Regions from separate parts of the Triticum aestivum genome. Here regions 1 and 3 are each linked to region 2. A link is a contact called in public Hi-C data. All regions are on one chromosome and are shown on one strand. The core of a region is the stretch at or near the end of the contact, and the rest is flanking DNA. Distances in the headings are between cores, read along the strand shown.

Region 1 (4,453 bases), core at 1,771-4,270, 200 kb after region 2:
GAATTGGTACTCTCAGGGTCTAAGGAATTATGCATATGTTAACTTTCCAGTGTTATGGATTATAGACTTGTGATGAAACCATCTCCAAGTATAACATACAACTTGGGTCAATTCAACACGAGTGTTCTTCTAACATCGTGCCCTCAATGTCGTTGGCATCATAGTTACATGCCTATGATCAGGAAAATAGAACCATAATGCAGCACTTGAGCTAGTCCTAGAGGCAAGACTACAAATCTATTTTTACCATTTATAACTCTACACGTGCGTATGACTTTTCCTCTAAGGCTCTTGGTTTCCACAGACTCGAGAGTCACAATAGTTATAACATAGAATATAAAAATTAATCATAAACTTCAAAATAAATAGTATAATTCATGATCTACCACTACATCTGGGGTGAAAGACAACACATAAAAAGCAGACAGTGAAAAAACCCGGGATTCAATGAGTTGTAATCTTCCATCATGGGACAACAAAGCATGGAACAATGTGAAATTCTTCCTTCAATTCTCTTCATCATCGGGGGACATCCTCAATTCTCAATGTGTTAACACCGAGTGGCAACCCCAAACATGTAAAAGGGAAAGAACCTTACTGACAACCTAAAACCTCAATAAAATCCATCTTATCCTCTAACACATTAACATGCACAAATAATTGACTTATTATAATTGACCTTAAGACCAGCATGGTCAGCAAAGTGCAGCAAAAGGTTCTAACTTGTAGTAGTTGCCTCTATTCAGCTGGAAGCACAAGAATGGTGTCATCTGCATATTGGATTACTAGAAAGGCTGGACAAACAATAATATTCAGAGGTGGCTGGATGAGAGAATTTCTCATAGCTTCATTTAGAATGGTTGCAAAAAATCAGCAGGTAGCACAGAATGTGAGTTGAGAGAGAGTTCCCATGCCTAACCCCTCTCTTGCATTGAAATTGCTTCTGTGGGACTCCATTGAGAAAAATAGAAGAAGTCCCAGAGCTGGAAAACACTTGAAATCCAATTGATCTATCTATGACCACAACCTCTGGCTTTGAGGATGTTAGAAAATGATGTTGTGTTCAATCAGATCAAAATCCTTTCCAAAGCATGGTTTGAGGATAATTACTTCCTTGTTGGATCTAAGCATTGATGCAAATACTCAAAGGCCTAGGTCAGGCAATCCTGGATAGCACCAGATTAAAAAAACATTTTTGGTTGATACGAACCAATTTAAGAATGATTCTTTGTAATATGTTGTCCAAAAGTTTTGTGATTATCTTGATGGGACAGTTCAGAAGTGAAATATGTCTGAAACCTTTGGAGAGGATGGGATTGCCCATTTTGGGAATGAGAGTAATGAAGATGAATTGACATTTCTCCGGTTCATTATCCCCTCATAGAAATCTGATTTAGCTTGAAAATGTCCTCTGCAAGTATATGCCAGCAAGCTTTGAGGAAGGCATAGTTAAATCCATGTAGATATGGAGATTTTTCTGCTAGGAAATGATTTACTACCTCCAGAATTTCCTCTTTGATGAAAGGGGCCTCCAAAATTTATGTTTCATCAAATTTGTGTAGGAGGGAATGCAAGTCAAAGAAGCTTGTGCTATTAACCGAAATACTCAAACTCTCTTTGAAACCTCTTCAAAGATTAGCTGCCTTAGCATGATGATCATTGACTTCCTCTTCGACTTCATCTTCAAAAGGTTAAACTTTCATATCGATATTTGTGTCTGCGTTTTTTTGGCAAAAGGTGGGCTAGAATTTATTAACTTATCATCCCACACAGTGTACAGACAAAAGTTTTTCCTGAAGGAAAGAAATGGCTTCATAGGCCATTTGAGATTACATGTGGAGGCTTAACTGCACAAGAAAGAGCAACAAGAGGAAGGTCTATGCAAGAAAGCCTTTTTGGCCAAAGAATTAGCAATAAGATTGTTTGCTCCTAGGAACATGGGTGACAACCTTTTAAGAGTTGAGGCAATAATAAGCAATATTAAAGAAATTTGCAAGTAAAGGTCTCGTCCTCCAATGTCTTGGTCTTTCAAGTAAATTATTTGCTTCAGCGGCATCAACCAATATCTTGCAATAGGAATGGAAAGAATGCGAGTCCCATCCCAAACTTTAACTATCGAAGCAGCTAGGAGTTAAACCCATAGCTTCTACCTGCAAAATAGAGGGGGGGGGGGGGGAAACATTCAAGGCCATTGTTTGAATGAATATTGAGTGGTCATTCTCTTCATCTCTTATGAAGCTTCGTTTCCTGCCACCGTAGGATTAAAGGCCTCAACGTAAGCCAAGAAGCATGTGGATTGCAAAGATGTATTATTGCATGGTAACGTAGGATGAGACATTGTTGAAGTCGCGCTATCTTCTTCAGAATTCTTCATTAAACCTGCATTTTCTTTGCGGGTACATTGAACGTGCATTTGATGTGGCTCTCGTGGCATAAACTACTACCTTCGTTCCTAAATATATGTCGTTGTGGCAGTGACATATATTTAGGAATGGAAGTAATACATGCAACGGCGTACACATTTTCTTTTTGAAAAGAAAATGATCTCTAGACTTCCAAATATTCCATAGAGTAGTGAAAATTGAGGCTACGTTTAAGTGGAGATGCTGAGAGGACAAGATCAGCAGAGGGATACAAATTAGTGTTTGTGCTTAATTAGCGGAGCACTTGCCAGCCCTGAATCTACATCGTCGTGCAGGAATTTGTCATGACATCAAATGTATGCACCAAATCCATGAACCTAACTACTCCTACTAGTACTAGTATAGTAGATCATCTTTCCGTACGTTACGGTTCAAGTAGGGAGTAGTAAACTGGGCAAGTCGCCGCGCAAAAACGGCAAGGAACGGACGTAAAAACGGAACGTGTTTAGCCTTTCCTAAAAGCCCCCAGACCGCGTCAACCCCCGCCCAATCATACGCGCCCACATGTCCGCCTTCCCGTCCCAAGTCCACCCCACCCTCACCGCCCCCCTCCCCCGCCTCCTCCTTTATTAACCGCGCCACCTCCTCCCCTGCTTCCCACACGCTCTGCTTCCTCCCCGACTCTCAACCCGAAAGAAAGCTCAGGCCTTTCTCTTTCCCCACACACCACCCACCAGTCTCCTCCCGCCTGAACCCCCATTAATTCCTCGGCACCGGAGAAGAGATCCCCCGTCCTCTGACGCCAGCGGCCATGTCCGTCATGCGGGTTCTTGCGCTGCTGGCGGCGGCGGCGCTGGTGGCCGCGGCGCCGGCGCGCGTGGGCGCGGCGGGGGCGTGCACGGCGGAGAAGTTCTCCAAGAACCGCGTGTACGCGGCCTGCACCGACCTGCCCACCCTGGGCGCGTCCGTGCACTGGACCTACGACCCAGCGGCGTCCTCCCTGTCCGTGGCGTTCGTCGCCGCGCCGCCCTCGGCCGGCGGCTGGGTCGCCTGGGGGCTCAACCCCACCGGCGACGGCATGAGCGGCACGCAGGCGCTCGTCGCCTCGCCCACGGGCGGCGGCGGCGCGTACGGCGTCCAGACGTTCGACATCCAGGGCACCTCGCTCGGATCGCCGGGCCGCATCGCCTACAAGACGTCCGACCTCGCCGCCGAGGTCGGCGCCGACGGCCGCGTCCAGATGTTCGGGAAGCTCGCGCTCCAGAACGGCACCGGGGAGGTGAACCAGGTCTGGCAGGTGGGCCCAGCGTCGAGCGGGAGCATCGGCATACACGCCATGGCCGCTGCCAACATGGGGGCCAAGGGGAAGCTCAACCTCGTCACGGGGGCGACCACCGCCGTCAGCGGAGGCAGCATCCTCAGGAAGAAAAACGTGAGCATTCTACCCAGAATTTATTGATTTGATTCCACATTTATGCCTTTATAAGCAAGTTTTTCGTTCCTTTCAAATGCTTTATTATATACTTTGGCTTCAGTTTGGCAATCGTAACGCAAACTAAAATTGTACGACAAGAGACATTCACTACAGAAACAACAGTATGATCAAAATATGGGGAGTAAAAAACTCTGTGAAGCTCGCAGTTTCTGGCAAAGTAACGGGGACAATTTTCACCTTTTAACATAAGCTATAATCTTATTTTTATTTTCAACTTTTCTACTCCCTCCGTCCGGAAATACTTGTCCTAGAAATTGATAAAATGGATGTATCTATAACTAAAATAAGTCTAAATGCAAACATTTCGAGGACAAGTATTTCCGGACGGAGGGAGCACGAGCGAGTAACTGTAGCTGTCGAAGCGGTTTACTGCAATGCTTAAACAGGAGTAAACCACATGAATCGGTTTTGCACTACGCTGGTGTAGTGGCAAGAACATGGAAATACCATCAATTTTGTGTGCTCCTAACGGACACCTCATAAGAAAACTGTGTCTGTTGCCATGTGAAATCGCACATGCAGATGCCTAATTAACTAGTGTACTTGTTGGTATGAGTTGACTCCGATCTGAAGATACATCCGCTCCTGGTACGTT
Region 2 (4,166 bases), core at 434-2,933:
GCTCAGTGTTCATGACTAAAAAATAAATCAAACGTGTAATGAAAGTGATGCCCTTCAAAAAAAATGAAGGGTAAAGGCCTATTTTTCGCGGGAAAAAGGCAAAGGCCTTTTTGATTCAGAATTATTGAAAAATTTGGAGGATTCAAATCCTTATGTTTTTTTTCTAGGTGTGTTGTTCGATTAGTAGAAATTGCAAACCATAAAAATTCATTTGTACTTCATACTGCATTTCCCATCAAACCCAACAAATCATGTGTTTTTATTCACACACAATAAGTGTCCGTGACACTCTAATCCGTGAATTTTGCGTTACTATATTTCAAAATCTCGCGAATGACAGGGACCCTAGTTTGACGCTGGTGCTTCTCGCTCGGTGCCCGGGCTTTAAATAAATCGAATCAGCGTGTGTCACTAGGCCAGATCGGGCAACTGCACTGCACAGAATGCAAGAGATACTACTTGCACTACCAAACACTTGCGCCTCTGATAATAAAAATTATATTATATTAGTCATAGATAAATTCAGTGACATGTCGACCACAATAGTACTACAATAATCACCGACTGCTAGCAGTACTACGTTACTACGTACTACGTACTTCTACCTAAAAACAACAGCTCGATAATGATAATTAGTACGCAAACCATCTTTTATTTCAAACGAAATTAGGAAAAAGAATAGGCAGCATAGCAAGATCGATCGACAAAAATGGAACAATATATTGTTCGAGAAATGCTTCCTCCCCATGCCCACTGCCACCTCCACTAATTATAGTACGTACTCATTCATTCGTGCTACCGCCAGGGAATGCCATCATACTACCGCGAGGAGTCCCATCAACGCGAGCACAAGGAGTGCCGGCGCCGACACGCCGACCGCGGCCGCGCCCGACGGGGACTTGCCGGCGGAAGGCGCCGTGGTCGCCGACGCGCCGCCGTCGCTGCCGGCCGATCCGGACGGCCCACCGGCCATGGGGGCGGGCGCCGGCGAAGGCGAGGTCGCGGAGGCCGCTTTGCCCGAGAGGACGAGCTTGGACTTGGAGGCGAGGTTGCCGGCGGCGAAAGCGTGCTTGTCGGGGGCCCCGGCGGTGACGGAGGTGCCGACCTGCCATATGTGGTTCACCGCCTTCATCCCGCTGTGCAGCTGCAGCTTGCCGTAGAGCCGGATCTTGCCGCCGCTGCCGGAGTCGGCGGCGAGGTCGGTGGCCGGGAACGCGATGGGCGTGGAGGCCTTGCCGAGCGGCACGTAGCCGGTGATGTTGTACGTCCTGACGGTGGGCGCGGCGGAGCCGGAGCCCTTGAGCGCCACGAGCGCCTGCGCGCCGGCCATGCCCTCGCCCGTGGGGTTGAGGGCCCAGGCCACCCACCCGTTGGTACCCGCCGGCGCCGCCACGAAGGCCAGCGAGAGCGATGACTTGGCCTCGTCGTAGGTCCAGTGCAGCGCGGCGCCCAGCTGCGGGAGGTCCTCGCACTTGGCGTACGTCTTCCCCGCCGGGAACTTCTCGGCCGCGCAGGCGCCGGCGCCGGCCGCGGTCGCCGCGCGCGTGGACGCCAGGAGGAGCAGGAGCAGCGCGATGCGGTGCGGCATCGTGGAGGCCATACGCCGAGATTCGGGGTGTCACTGGTGAGTGAGTGAGGCCTTGGAGCGTGCGAGTGCTTGGAGTGTCAGTGAGGAGGGGTGAGGACGGGTGAGGGTGAGGTTTTATAACAGGGGAGGTGGGGCTATGCGTAATTTTCGAAGATTTTAGGTGGGTTTGTGGTTAAATGTGTGTTTTCTCTCGTTGCTAGGTCTGGATTTGGTTACGTGTAATGACTAATGAAACCTTTCTAGGTCAGTGCAGTGAATGTCGGCGATTAAAAATGGGTTGAAATGAGTTGCGACTCCTGTGAGTTTGGTGTGCGCGTGCTGGCCACGGATGTCCGGCGGGGTTTCAAACGGAATCCATCAAAGATGGTGAGTGTATGCAGATGGGTTTCTGGGCACAGGCCACCCGGTGAACTTGCCCAGCTCGAAATTTCTGAAGACGTAAATACTGAGTACTAGTGTACTACTGTAATAGTGTTATTACGCATGGTCTGTATAGTATTTTGTGCTACCGATAACTCGCACTGAATTGGCGCGAAAGGGGAAGGCCATTGAAGCCAGACAAGACGATGCCTCGGCGCAGAAGGCGCCACACGGACGCGGCCACGATATATTCCCGTTGTGCCAAACGAGGAAGGAGGCAACGCAGAAGAGGCGCGAGTTTGGCGCGGTCGACGGCACGCCGGGCAACCATGCACGTGACAGCTTTCGGAGCCGGACCAGTCGCAGCACTACACCGCACCACCAGAGCCACCTAAAAGAAAGAAAGAAGATAACCAATCAATGGTCACAGATATCTCCATATGGGAGCTGGCCGAACTTCCCAAGAAACGCAGGCAATCCCAAAGAGGGAGGGTGGGCTCATTTCATTGCAAGTTTTGCGTTGCATGTGGACTGATCATTTTTCATCTTTCACGGCAAGTACGTTAAATGCGTGTGAAATATCTTCCGGCATGGATCAAAGAACTACTATTCCACGCTCATGGACCGGCTGGTTGGTTGGTTGAATGCCTCGTGCATGTTACGTTCCTGTGGCCTAGTGACCGTGCCCACAAGGGACGGCGATATTAAAAAGAAACAGTAAACCTAGCATGCAATGGTTAGCTTAGGAAACACTTCTACAAAGATGCAAGGTTACTAGAGTTGGTGCCACTGCTCGGGCGATATGAAGTTATCCTCGTTGACGGAACTGAGGTCTTGTCCCCGTCATTTGGATATCTTTTTCTTGGCCGGGAGGGATGATCATGTGGATATCATATGGTATATCTCTGCATTTATCTCGGCGTGCCAGGGGCAGCGGCACATGGATGCGTGCATGCCCAGCGCTGCGCCTGCACGCACGTTTGGACTTTGAAGGTTGACCCGTCCGTCGATCACCATGCAGATGACGAATGCTGTGACAGTTAGATGATGCATGATCCTTCCTTAATTACGCCCATGACGAATGCGGTGACAGTTTTCAACTTCGGACGATGTAGTTATGTATCAGATCGTTTAGGATGACGCACGCTGTGACAGTTCAGAACTCTATGTGATGCAATTATACGATCCACATTAAGGATGACAATGGGTAGGGTATGGGCAGGGTAGAGCAATACCATACTCACACCCGTCTAGCCAGTGGGTACAAAATTCTACCCATACCCGTACCCACGGGTATAAAACTTCACCCATACCCATACCCGACGGGTACCCATACTCATTGGGTACCCAACGAATAGAACAAATAGTACATAAGTTGTTCATAATTTTACATTCATTCATAGGAAATTTGACAAAAATCCAAATATCTTAGCTCAATAACAAGTAGATGGGTACAAGACTACTATCAAAATTTAGAAATCACAACATATTCATAAGTCAATAGGAGTAGACGAGTCACTTGACAAATTAATGATTAACTGACAACAACTTAACATTATTTTTGAAAGCGGGCAGGGTATGGGTATACCCACGGGTACAAGGCTATACCTGTACCCTATCCATGACTTAAGGGGTAGGGTATGGGTAATATCCATGAGTATAAAAGTGTGCCCATACCCTACCCATGCGGGTACGGTACCCGTGGGTACCCGTACCCATGAGTAAAATTGACATCCTTAATCCACATGCGCGTAGAACTGACACTACAGAGTGGAGTGGGTTCTACGTTGCTTCGGACGAATTGTTTCTGGTTTGAATCAGTCAGCACGCAGGGTGTAAAATCTGACCGTATGAGTTTAATACTGTATCTTTAACTTAATCTTCGAAACAACAACGCAATCAAGTAACAGAATGGAGTAACGTGGGGCTGCACACGAAGTCGACTGATTGATCGTGTAGAATGTGAGGGTGATTTGTTATTGGTAATCTGCTGTCAGCAGAATCGGCACACCTGCCTCTACGGAATGAAAGCATGATCTCACATCAATATATTATGGAGCCATTTCAAACAACCTGCCGTCCTAGATCTATATATTGACCCTATCGCCGCATTCATGTGCAAGCAGCAGCAGCAGCAGTAACTCTTAACTCCCATGCTGCTCCGCCTCTCTGTCTTGGCCTGTGATCGAATCAATTATGTCACCGTACCCTGCACAAA
Region 3 (4,375 bases), core at 1,395-3,894, 260 kb after region 2:
TCCGAGCATCCCTACACAAAGCATATCAAACAATTAGTTCCAATCGGCCATGAGATAATGTAGTTGAGAAACTGATGTGATGGCATTTATATTTAGAATCGTACCAAAGAGCAAACGTCATGCTAGTTAGACTCCAAACTTTCGCTCGACAATGGTCCGCAAGCATGTGTTTCACATCAGTAGTGGGCAAAGAGAACATGTTACCAACTGTGACATAGTTCCTAAGGTCAATATACGCATTTTCGACCAGACAAGAAGCCATATATTTTTCTTCTGGTGTTAGTGAGAGGGACTTAGCAATGACATCCCAGGGCCATGCCTTTATAACACCTGCTTCGGTGCCTGACCATATTTCACCTGTTTCCAAGAGATTGAAATGAAACATATCAATTTGGGATAAATTTTCACTCCATTTTAGTTCAAATTTAGATTATAACCTCTTATCTGCAACAAGAGAGGTGCATGAATGCCAAAACTTGTAACGCAGACTAGTGATTTACTCCCTCTGTAAACAAATATAAGAGCACTAAAGTAGTGATCTAAACACTCTTATATTTCTTTACGGAGGGAGTAGATATCAATGCCTCGACAATGCTTGATTCAAGTCGGAAGAGGCCAGAAAGGAAAACTGATAATTTAGTTTTGATGTGAAATAAACTGCACAAATGAACTAATAATACTAAAATATTCCCTATATATATAGGTTTCAGAGTAGTCAATCAAGAGTCATATCCCGCACAACAAAAATCAGAAGACATATGGACATAAGAATCTACAGTTAACGAATACTGATTTAGCTTATTGGAATCAGTTATCTAGGAGAGAGCTGAACATTCACAAGCTAGTTCTTTACAGAAGATGGAAGAGGAACTGGAGGGTAAATGAGTGACTGACTGGGTGAAATTTGTCGCTTTCAGTTGTAATAAGGGCTTACTTTCGTCAGCTTAATTCTGTTATCTATTCACTGTTATTACACTGGTTTTCTCAGGTTGAAGCAAGAGCGAGGCACTAGGTGCGCCTTAACCAGGCTGTGATACCAAGCTTGCCTTATTTTTCTGTAAATAACCTGATTGATGATTAATATCAACGTGGTTGGACATGTTTGCTACATAATTATGAGAAAAAAAATTAGAACCAGGATGTCCGTCAGTATGGGGAAAAGCTAATTTTATTCTTTAGAAAGGCTAACTCTACCGTCCAAAACTCCAACCTAAAGTAAAAAAAGGTGTAAATGTGGCAGAAGCGCCATTGCCAAGTTAGCACTTGCCAATGATGTAAAATTAGGTAATCTTAGCATTTCGCGATGACTTAAAATCGGCTAAATTGAACATTTCCAGTTATCATCACGCCTTTCAGCAGAGTGCCATTGCCGGATTATGCTCATAGCTCATATCCAGTATACAATTTGCTTTTGCTCGAAGCAGTCAATGAAAACCAAAATTGGGTGATCAAGGAAGCGAGCTTCTCACCGTATGATGTGACAACCATGGAGAGCACCGGGGTGCGGCTGTGCGCCTGCCACGACAGGGCCTCCTTGAACATGGGCGCATTCTCGCCACCATCTGCTGCACCTGCCGGCGCCGTGGCGAGGTCCATGCGCCACGACCGGATCCTCCCATCCTTGTGGCCCGTCCACACGAGCTTGTTCGCGCTGTCCACCGCGACGCAGAGCGCTGGCGGCGCGGGCACGGATTCCGTGAACGGCGCGGTCTCCTCGTCTCCCCGGCGCGCCCCCACGACGCTCCCGGCGAACAGCTCGTCGAGGCCCCACACCCGAACCCCGGACTCGGCCCCCGCCCACAGCTGGCGAAGCTGCGGCTCGCACGCGAGCGTCCGCAGGAAGGAGCACACCTGCGTCTCCCGCGGCGGATGGGGCCGCACCTCGAGCGCCGGCGGGCGGCCAGGGTGCATGGCCGCGCGCAGCGGCACGCGGAAGATGCCCTCGCCCCCGCCCGCGCCAACGAACTCCGGCAGCGCACCCCTGCCCCCGTGCTCCGACGTCGCCACGGCCCGCTCCAGCGTCACCGCGCCGCCGCCGCCGAAGGAGGCGGCGTGTAAGTACATGGACTCGCCGCCGCGGCTGTGGTGGTGGTGAGGCGGGAGCTGGTGGGGACACGACACGCTGCGCGCGGGGTCGTGGCGGTGCGCCGAGGCGGAGGCGATGGGGTCGTCGTCAAGGCTGTGCGAGCTGAGCGCGGCGTGGCGCGCGTACGCCGCCTGCGCCACCGCGTCCCGCGCGAGCGGCTGGCTGTAGGATATCCCCTTGCGCTGCGGCGCCCGCCCCCGCTCGTCGTCGGGCTCCATGACCTCGCGTCCGCGCGCGAGCGCTCCTGGTCCGTCCGGCGGCGATTCGAGCTCGTACGCGCCCGTAAGGCGGAGACGGCGGGAGAGGAGAGGCGACGGAGACAGGGGCGGAAGGGGGAGGCCGCGCCGCGCCGTGGAGGCAAGGGAACTCCGGAGCTGGTGTGACAGTGTGCGGGAAGGCTGTTTGTTTCTGGTTATATGGGTGGATGCCTCGTGGACCGGGACCACGGGGGGTCCATGGGGAGGCACCGGCCGTGGCAGTGGGAAAGTGGGGGGCGTGGGGAAGCTCCTCGCCGTGATGTTGGAAGCGGCCCGAAGAGGGAGGTTGGTGCTGCCCGGGATCGCTGCCCTGAAAGCTACGGCTTTCCCAAATGGATCAGGGTCAACTGTATTGGGAAAGGAGAATTCTTGCAGGGGATTGACAAATTGTTTTGGTGTGCAACTCATGATAGCCATTCGTTTACTGTAGCTATATATTCGCTCCCCGGCCTGCAGATAATGCTTTATTTTTCCTTTTCGACCTGATAATGCTCATGTTTGCTCAAAGAAAACGTTTATTGCACGAAAAACTAAAATCACAGCTTTTTATAAAATTGAATGCCTGGCTAATTAGGAAAAGCAAGACTAAAACAAAACTATAATCATCTCCGTGAATCGAGTGTCATCAAAATAGAGTTGCTCATAGTCTTGCTAATATTGGTCGTTTTGGTGGTAGCACCGCTTGTTGGTTGCGCCATGTATCTGAGAGTGTAGTTGAAGATGCATTAGCAGACTGTAATTCTATTACCGAGGAATAAAACACACACTTTCCTCGAAAAAAATCTAGCCGAAAATGTTCGGTTATTAGTCTTAAAGGATTGAGCGCCCACTTTCCGCCGCAGTCGATTCAGAGGAGATGGCTGGTGGGCGGAGGGCGACATGGGGTTAATTCAAATCCGACATGGACAAATGCTTGATCGAGGCATAACGTTGCCTAGGCTTGAGCTTGATGCTGTTGGTGGCTACAACAGATTGATGAGTTCCAGGAGGAGGAGATGGTGGCTATGGTGATAAGCGATACATGCTTAAAGCACCCATAACTTAAGTTTAAATGTCACCATCTGATAACTTTATGAGAATTTTATATTTATTTATACTGATGTATATATAAAAACATTCAATGTTCGTTTATGATTTTAGCGTTTATTTCTCGAGGCAAACATATATTTTGGAATTGTGGATTTTTTTAGAAAAAATACGAGGGTGATTTTTTAACCCAATATAAAGCCACATGACCTAGACTTGGTTTAGGGGGGCAGGCGCATAAACCCCTTGAGGCGTATGGGTCATGTGTCTTAGCATTCTAGAAGCTCCATGATGCTCTCCTTTAATGACAAGCTTGTCCATCAAGTTTTAGGGGATTCATAAATTGTTTCAGTTTATGAAACTGATGACAACCATTTATTTAGCTATACTAAGCATGTGCATGTGTATTACCCGGGGGCAAATACTTTTTTTAGGGTAAACCTAAGCTTTATAACTAATGGTGCTCGGGTAAATCACCCGAGACACAAACAACCACTTGAGCCGGCATGATAGAGTTCCACTCAATACATTCTTTCGGTAAACAAAGACGACCTAATTTGGTTAGTTCATGCGCAATAGAGTTTGCAGTACGGCGACACATAGAAATAACAAGACGATCATACTAGACAAATCTTGATGCAAAATAAATAGATAAATAAAATTATGTTTTGGTTTTATAAAGCATATTTTATCATTTATTAAACTCGCAAAATAGGTATGCGACGTAATTAGTCTGCTTTATTGGGTTTTCAAAGATAAGGGACTGATTGTTATTCAAAGGGGTGATGGGGAGAAAATGAAATATGGAACCTTACGTTCTTTTTAAGTACTAGAGATTCATTACTCCATCTGCTGATAATGCTCCATTTTTCCTTTTGAACTTGATAATGCTCTCATTTGCTTAAACAAAACATTTATTGCACACAAAATTAAAATCACATTTAAAAAATTTGACACAAAAGATTATGAAGTGCTCGACTAATTAGGAAAAACAAGACAAGAACAA

Evidence for each region. Hi-C and Micro-C count contacts between places; a contact is called where the count stands out from the background.
Region 1: a contact with region 2 is called in a Hi-C map of leaf, with 4 times the contacts expected there. The contact joins the promoter of LOC123157477 here to the promoter of LOC123160129 in region 2. A contact is called at or near these places in 4 of 5 Hi-C or Micro-C datasets (leaf and root).
Region 3: a Hi-C map of leaf shows a contact between it and region 2, with 4 times the contacts expected there. The contact joins the promoter of LOC123155975 here to the promoter of LOC123160129 in region 2. A contact is called at or near these places in 3 of 5 Hi-C or Micro-C datasets (all in leaf).

Annotation. Positions count from the first base shown.
Region 1 is chr7B:215,879,971-215,884,423 of IWGSC CS RefSeq v2.1, reverse strand. LOC123157477 (cytochrome b561 and DOMON domain-containing protein At4g12980) reads left to right here and starts at 3,020. Exons shown (of 3, transcript XM_044575774.1): 1 at 3,020-3,795. The coding sequence starts at 3,175.
Region 2 is chr7B:216,074,680-216,078,845 of IWGSC CS RefSeq v2.1, reverse strand. It overlaps LOC123160129 (auxin-induced in root cultures protein 12), which reads right to left and starts at 1,683. Exons shown (of 1, transcript XM_044577946.1): 1 at 485-1,683. The coding sequence starts at 1,600. The coding sequence ends at 815.
Region 3 is chr7B:215,819,861-215,824,235 of IWGSC CS RefSeq v2.1, reverse strand. It overlaps LOC123155975 (type II inositol polyphosphate 5-phosphatase 15), which reads right to left and starts at 2,644. Exons shown (of 10, transcript XM_044574147.1): 1 at 1,470-2,644; 2 at 105-357; 3 at 1-11. The coding sequence starts at 2,304.